2 separate regions of the Mus musculus genome follow, and region 2 is linked to region 1. The links are chromatin contacts, called in public HiChIP or PLAC-seq maps. All regions are on one chromosome and are shown on one strand. Each heading gives the region's core, a stretch centred on a gene start, on an enhancer-like site or on the middle of the called end of the contact. The rest is flanking DNA. Distances are from core to core; before and after follow the strand shown.

Region 1 (2,929 bases), core at 76-2,575:
GGAGATAGCAGTTCACTGTGGCAATGCACTTTTATAATACCACAACCAACAAAGGCTCAGAAAATGGGTTCTGGAAAGGAAGCAATATAATGGAGTCTTACAGATTTTTTGCAGACTGGAGGCCATGTCTCTACAAAGGAATCTCCCTCTGTGATTGCTGGGCATGGAATCAGTTCTGATTTAGAATTCTGTATAGCTCTGGTCAGGTAGTCTACCACACTGAGTTTGATTTCCCTATAAAATAACATGTTCAGGATTTATTTTATGACATCTCTAAATACTTGTGCACTAAATAGAATTGTTTAAAATTTCTGAGTGAATATGCATGTCATAATTCTTCTAATGGTGATCATTCATTTAGGTGCTCCAACAGACAGATCTATGAAGTACATACACCACAAACTGGTGTCTTGGTGGGATGTTACGGAAGCTGAAAAATTGAAGCTGGGATCCATCATGTTCTGAGCTGCCTACGTAGAGATATTATCTTACTCATTTCTGTATATCTAATGTAGATCACAGTACATATAGTATAATAGTTTGTTTTTACAGGTTATTGAATAGCTTGCCTCTGCTGAGACTCAGGAGGAAATCTGATAGTGGAGATTATCCAACTTCAAAGTAAGTCGACAAGCACTGATGAATGGAGAAAGACAAACCTGAAAAATAGGTTAGGCAGGGTAGGAGAGCTGATTGGGCAAGGTGGCAGTGATGGATAGCTGGAGGACCTTGGCTTGGATATGGCCAAAATGATGCTCCCCACAGACATTAGTGTCAGCTGCTGTGTTAGAGGGACCCAAGTTATGTGGTGGCTTCACAGCACTCAACACACTGGTCATGGGGTTGGGCGCTTGTTTTCACCAGCCCTAAGCAAGTGCATTGAAAATAACTTCCCACAGAGCTAGTCCCAGGACAACATAGTATTAAACTTGGCATAAAGAGTTGTATAAAGTGACTAGTATCTGACTATGACCTACTCTGATCCTCACGAGTCCTGTGCCCATATCAGCTCCAGGAGTAGTCTTTAACCTAGATCCAGTTTTTGTCAGAATATAATCATGATGGTGATGGTGTCAGTGACAATAATGAAGAGGATAGGGAGACTAAAGTCCCAACTTACTAAGCACTTATTATGTGCCCAGTATCATGAACATATTTACTAATTCTGACACCATCAGACTGTCCCGATTCTTAAAGTAATAGAGAGTTTATGGTGTGCACTATTTATGAGCAGCAGTTTTCTTTGCTGGGCATACTTCTGTCCACAATGAGCAAGACAGGGAAGGATGACTGTTTTTCATATCGTAATTGTGCACTGCTGAGCTATGTCCATGGGATGTACAACTCTCTATCCTCCCCTGATTGGTTTAGACCTGAGGTCAAGCAGTGAACCTGTCCCTTCCCCTTTCCTGGCAAAAAGTCTGTAATTGCGTCTGTGTCCAAACTGCTGTTGGAATTCAGAAGACAGACCTTCAAAGTACTAAGTTCACTGTCTGAAGCAGTGAGTACTCTGTAAATGTTAAACATTTCGGGCTCTGATCAAAATCAGAAATGTATGTTCTTCCTCACAAGCCATCCCCACTCTGCAGTTACAAAGAGAGTCACTCGTGAACACGATGAGGTTGCAGGGTACAAATCCGTTTTATCTTTTGTGCTCTAACAGAAACACGTGGTTCTTTGTCTCAAAGCAAAATGGGAATTGTTTTTCTTTCCACCACAGTATTAATTCCCTTGGTTAGAGAGTAAGAAAGTCATTGGTCCATTTCTGAACTGTGAATAAGCAAACACAAAGAGAGAGAGGGAGCGAGCGAGAGAAGCAGGGTTTGTTGAGCAGACACGGTCCATTCCAGACTGATGACACAACATTGAGTTAAGAATAGTGAAGATAGAGAAGGCAGCCACACAGAACTCACCACAGGCTTGCTGTTAACTCCCAGATGTCTGGACTCAGGGCAGTGTCTTCTCACTGCTTCAGGGACTCATTTCAAAGGTGTGCCTTTAAATAAACTGAAAAAAAAATTCCTGAAGAGAAAGCTTGCCTTTCGTGTCTCTTCTCACGACACTGGGTGCTGTCCTCAGTGACTGTGGACACTGGGCTCTGTCCTCAGTGACTGTGGACACTGGGCTCTGTCCTCAGTGACTGTAGACACAGGTCTTTCATCTCGCCATTTCCCAGCTTAGGTCTCCTGTCCTTGGTGATGTCCTGTGTAGTTGCTTTGTTTTGGTGTCTCTGGGAGGCCTGCCAACTCTGGCCTCAAAGATCCCAAATGATGAGATAGAAAGTTCCAGGCAGTGTTACACTTGCTCTTCTTCTCCAAGCTTTTCTTTGCTGAGCTCCTTCCCTTGTGTTACATCTTCTTTCTCTTAGGTGGTGCCTCTTAAGCCAGAGATTTTGAAGTCATGGAATTGGATAGTTGGCACGATACTGAAAGTCCTCAAACCCAAGTTTCAATGTAAGACTCTCTCACAGCAACACGAACATTCTTCACAAAGTGATGGCTCATCTTATTTAGTTCATTAAAAGAGCTTCCTCATGATTTTAGATCTTTAACCATTTATATTTCTAGCTAATGAAGTTGTGCACGTGCTCATGTGGGGTATATATTCCTTTCTCTTTCACCTGATTTCTCTGTGTCAGGTTTTGAATCATCCTTTCTGAATAGTACAGAGAAATGGAAGTGTGAAAGAGGACCGTGATTTTTAAAAGTTTACAGACGCATAAGGTTTGTTTGGATCACTCATTCACTCACAAACTAGATCACTCTACAACCCAGCCTTTGCAATGAATTCTGGGGATAAATGATAATGCACATAGTATTGTCTTCATAGAGTTTATAATCCAGCAAGAAATACAAGCATTAGGAAAAATTACCCTCTGTTATCAACAGAATCAGTGTGCAGTGGGGCACAACTTCATGTATGGAAGGAT
Region 2 (2,922 bases), core at 343-2,842, 490 kb after region 1:
AACCACCAGTAGCAATAGCCACATATTTTAAGCTGATTCTTTCTATTGTCCCCAAACCCCGGAGCTCTGACTGCTACAACCTGAAGACCAACTTTTACCATGTTCAAAACCATCGTGCTTAGAGCTTCTCCATCATCGTCTTCAACAATGATGACCAAAGGCTTCCAATGAGCATTGGCAGTTTTAAGAGCAGGCACAATGTAACCTGGAGACTAGAAATTTTCTTTTCACTCAACAGAACATAGGCATCTTTGGAATTTACAATTTTGACCTTTTGATATATTAATAAAATATGGGTAAATATATCCTCTATCAAGTTTCATTTCAGTAACTTCTAATTCATCATCCAGGGATTTTTTTCCATCCTTCCCTGTGACGACACCCTTTCTTCCAGCCTTTGTCATTGCATCAGAAATGATGTTGCCAATGCTTGTCTCCATTTGCAGAAATGGAAGGAACCTGACCAATTCCTTCAGGGGTTGTCCCAGGTTTAGATTGTTCTTTTAAGCTTAGCAATTACAGCATCGACAGCCACCATCACACCTCTCTGGGTCTCCACTGGATTAGCCTTTTTGCTGATCCTTTCAAAGGCCTTCTTGGCAGTAGAACATGCTAGAACAGTGGCAGTGGTGGTGCCATCCCCAGCCTCTTCCTTTGTGTTATTGGCAACATTTAGCTCTCATGCTTTTGTATTTCTCCTGTTAATCAGTTGACTTTGCAACAGTGACCTCCATCCTTGGTGACTTTGAGACTTCCCCAACTCTGTCCAATAATCACTGTTCTTCCCTTTGGCCCCATTGTAACAGCTAGCACATCTGCTAACAGGTCTACATTCTGAAGCGTTAAGGCTCGAACATCCACACCAAATTTTACATCTTTGGCATAGGATCCAGTGAGAGGAAGAGCCAGGCGCGCAGGACTCTGGTCTCATCTGGCAAAGGACTGTGGGTAATCGAAGCACTTCTGAGAGGCAGTGGTGGGAGCGCACATAGTGAGGCAGGCTTTCAGTTGCCAGTGAGGACTAAATTTGGTTTTTGTATGTTGGAAGTTGAACCTCATGCATGCCAAGCACATATAGAGCTCAGGCTTCACTGGTGTTATATATTATGACATTCTGCTCATTTATAATGTAGTCCACTTTAGTCTAAAACCTAGGGAAGTAGTCACAGAGTTTGAACAGCCCGTTAAAATGGCATTTAAGTAGACACAAAGTTAAGTATACCAGTACAGTGTTCCTTTGATGTGGGAATTAAAAATGGGGTGGGAGACTTCACCTGGAAAATGAAGACTAAGTTCTTGGTGCTATGAGAAAAGTAAAACAGGGAAGACAAAAATGGAAATTGCTCACCCATTTGCAAGTTACAGGAAGAGGCAGGTTACAGTTCATAGCATCTCTAATCTCAGGGTGATTGGTCTCAGAGAATGAACCACACAAATAGGAAAAAGCAAAACAAAACAACAACAACAACAAAAACCAGGGAGTGACTCAGCTCTAGCTCAGGTTGCTTCTGCGCCTGGCATGACCTCTGCTGTTGTCCTCGGACCTTGCTTCCCTCCTCCTCTGTCGTTGTGGAGAAACAGGAAGGAATGTTTATTAACAAGGCTGGCTGGGGCCACACCCAAAGCAATATCAGAGTTTTACCTCTCCTGGGCCTGGGAAGAGGTCCAAAGATCAAGGGCAGCTTCTGGTTTGTATGAGGCAAGAGCAAACTTAGAGAATATACTGCTTTTTTTTTTTTTGAGCCTTGACAGATGGTCTGCTGGGTGTGATCTCATCTATTCCTCCTGGCCATCCTGAGGCTTGTAACAGGTCACCAGAACCGTAATCCCCAAGGAGCTTTGCCCAAGATGATGGAAGAGCAATGGTTCACTCTCAGGGTTGTGTCTCCGTGGCAGATGTCTTTCACTGCGGGGTTAGCACCCCAGCTGGGATCCTCAGGTCCCTTATCAACAGCCTTTCCCATTTTATCTTCCAGTCCAATCTTGTACTCGTATCTTACGGGCTCCAGTAATGGGTCACACCTTATGTGCTTGAGAGGGGAGGGGAGAAGGTTGAGCAGAGAGGAAGTAAAGAGATAAGGGGACAGGAGACAGAGATACACAGAGACACAGAGACACACAGCGAGAAATAGAAACAGAGAGAGGGGAACAGAGAGAGACAAAGGCAGAGAGTCAAAGACAGAGAGAGACAGTGAGCAAAGGAGATTTCTTTTAAGATATTTTTAGTATGTTTCCTGCCTCACCGAGTAGGGAGGAGGGATACAATTTTTTTTTATTGCTCTGAAGGGTATAAACCATTCCAACGGGTGCCACCCTGTGTGAAAATTTCAGAGATGCCAATAAGCCACTTGAGACAGTAAGGCTCGTGCCTTTCTGTTCTCATTCCTTATCAGTCTCTGACTTGCAGAGGAGGAATGCTGGGGTGGGGGGGTGGTGGGGGGAAGAAAGAACTTCAAGGTTTTAAGAGGGTGGATTTGTGCCCCTGAAATAAATTGGTACAAGTCCTTGCTTAGGCTGTTTCTCCACCTTTCCTTCTTAATAGCTACACACGTCACAGTCAGACCCTTGTATCAGAACAGTGAAACTTGATCCCCTAAATCCAGGCATCCTAGGACATAGCAGTTCCACCTGTGTGGTCTGTGACCCAGCAGCAAGCAACTGTCCTTGAAATTAACCAGTATGGCCACCAGTCCTGTGCCTATTTTCATCACAGCAGCTGATTAATATAGAACTGCTTAAATGGGTCAGGGAATTCATGAAAATGATTTGTTTAAACAATTGTCACTTATTGGCACTTACCGAGACTATGGCTGCCTTCCAGAGGCAATCAGAGAAACCTGAGGACGTGCCAGCATTGGAGTGTAGCCACTGGGATAGTGAGAATTCTTATCCCAGCACCTTTCCACCTTCCCCACCCCACCC

Evidence for each region. HiChIP or PLAC-seq counts read pairs in DNA pulled down with a chosen protein or histone mark.
Region 2: a FOXA1 HiChIP or PLAC-seq map of pancreatic cancer cells shows a contact between it and region 1. The contact joins two enhancer-like sites. A contact is called at or near these places in 1 of 15 datasets of contacts at CTCF or cohesin (the NIH/3T3 cell line) and 1 of 115 datasets of contacts at active chromatin or transcription factors (pancreatic cancer cells).

The regions. Positions count from the first base shown.
Region 1 is chr4:88,948,961-88,951,889 of GRCm38.p6, forward strand. No RefSeq gene overlaps it. Among named protein-coding and RNA genes, the nearest start is that of Gm34568, 6.0 kb to the right of the region's middle. Within about 2 kb of position 1,326, at least 85 of the 459 cell types and tissues checked have an H3K27ac peak or open chromatin away from gene starts, as enhancers often do. A contact at or near this core is called in pancreatic cancer cells, where this site is marked.
Region 2 is chr4:89,443,684-89,446,605 of GRCm38.p6, forward strand. The region is part of intron 5 of Gm12610 (predicted gene 12610); the gene reads left to right. It also overlaps the pseudogene Gm12608. Among named protein-coding and RNA genes, the nearest start is that of Cdkn2b, 130 kb to the left of the region's middle. Within about 2 kb of position 1,593, at least 44 of the 459 cell types and tissues checked have an H3K27ac peak or open chromatin away from gene starts, as enhancers often do. A contact at or near this core is called in pancreatic cancer cells, where this site is marked.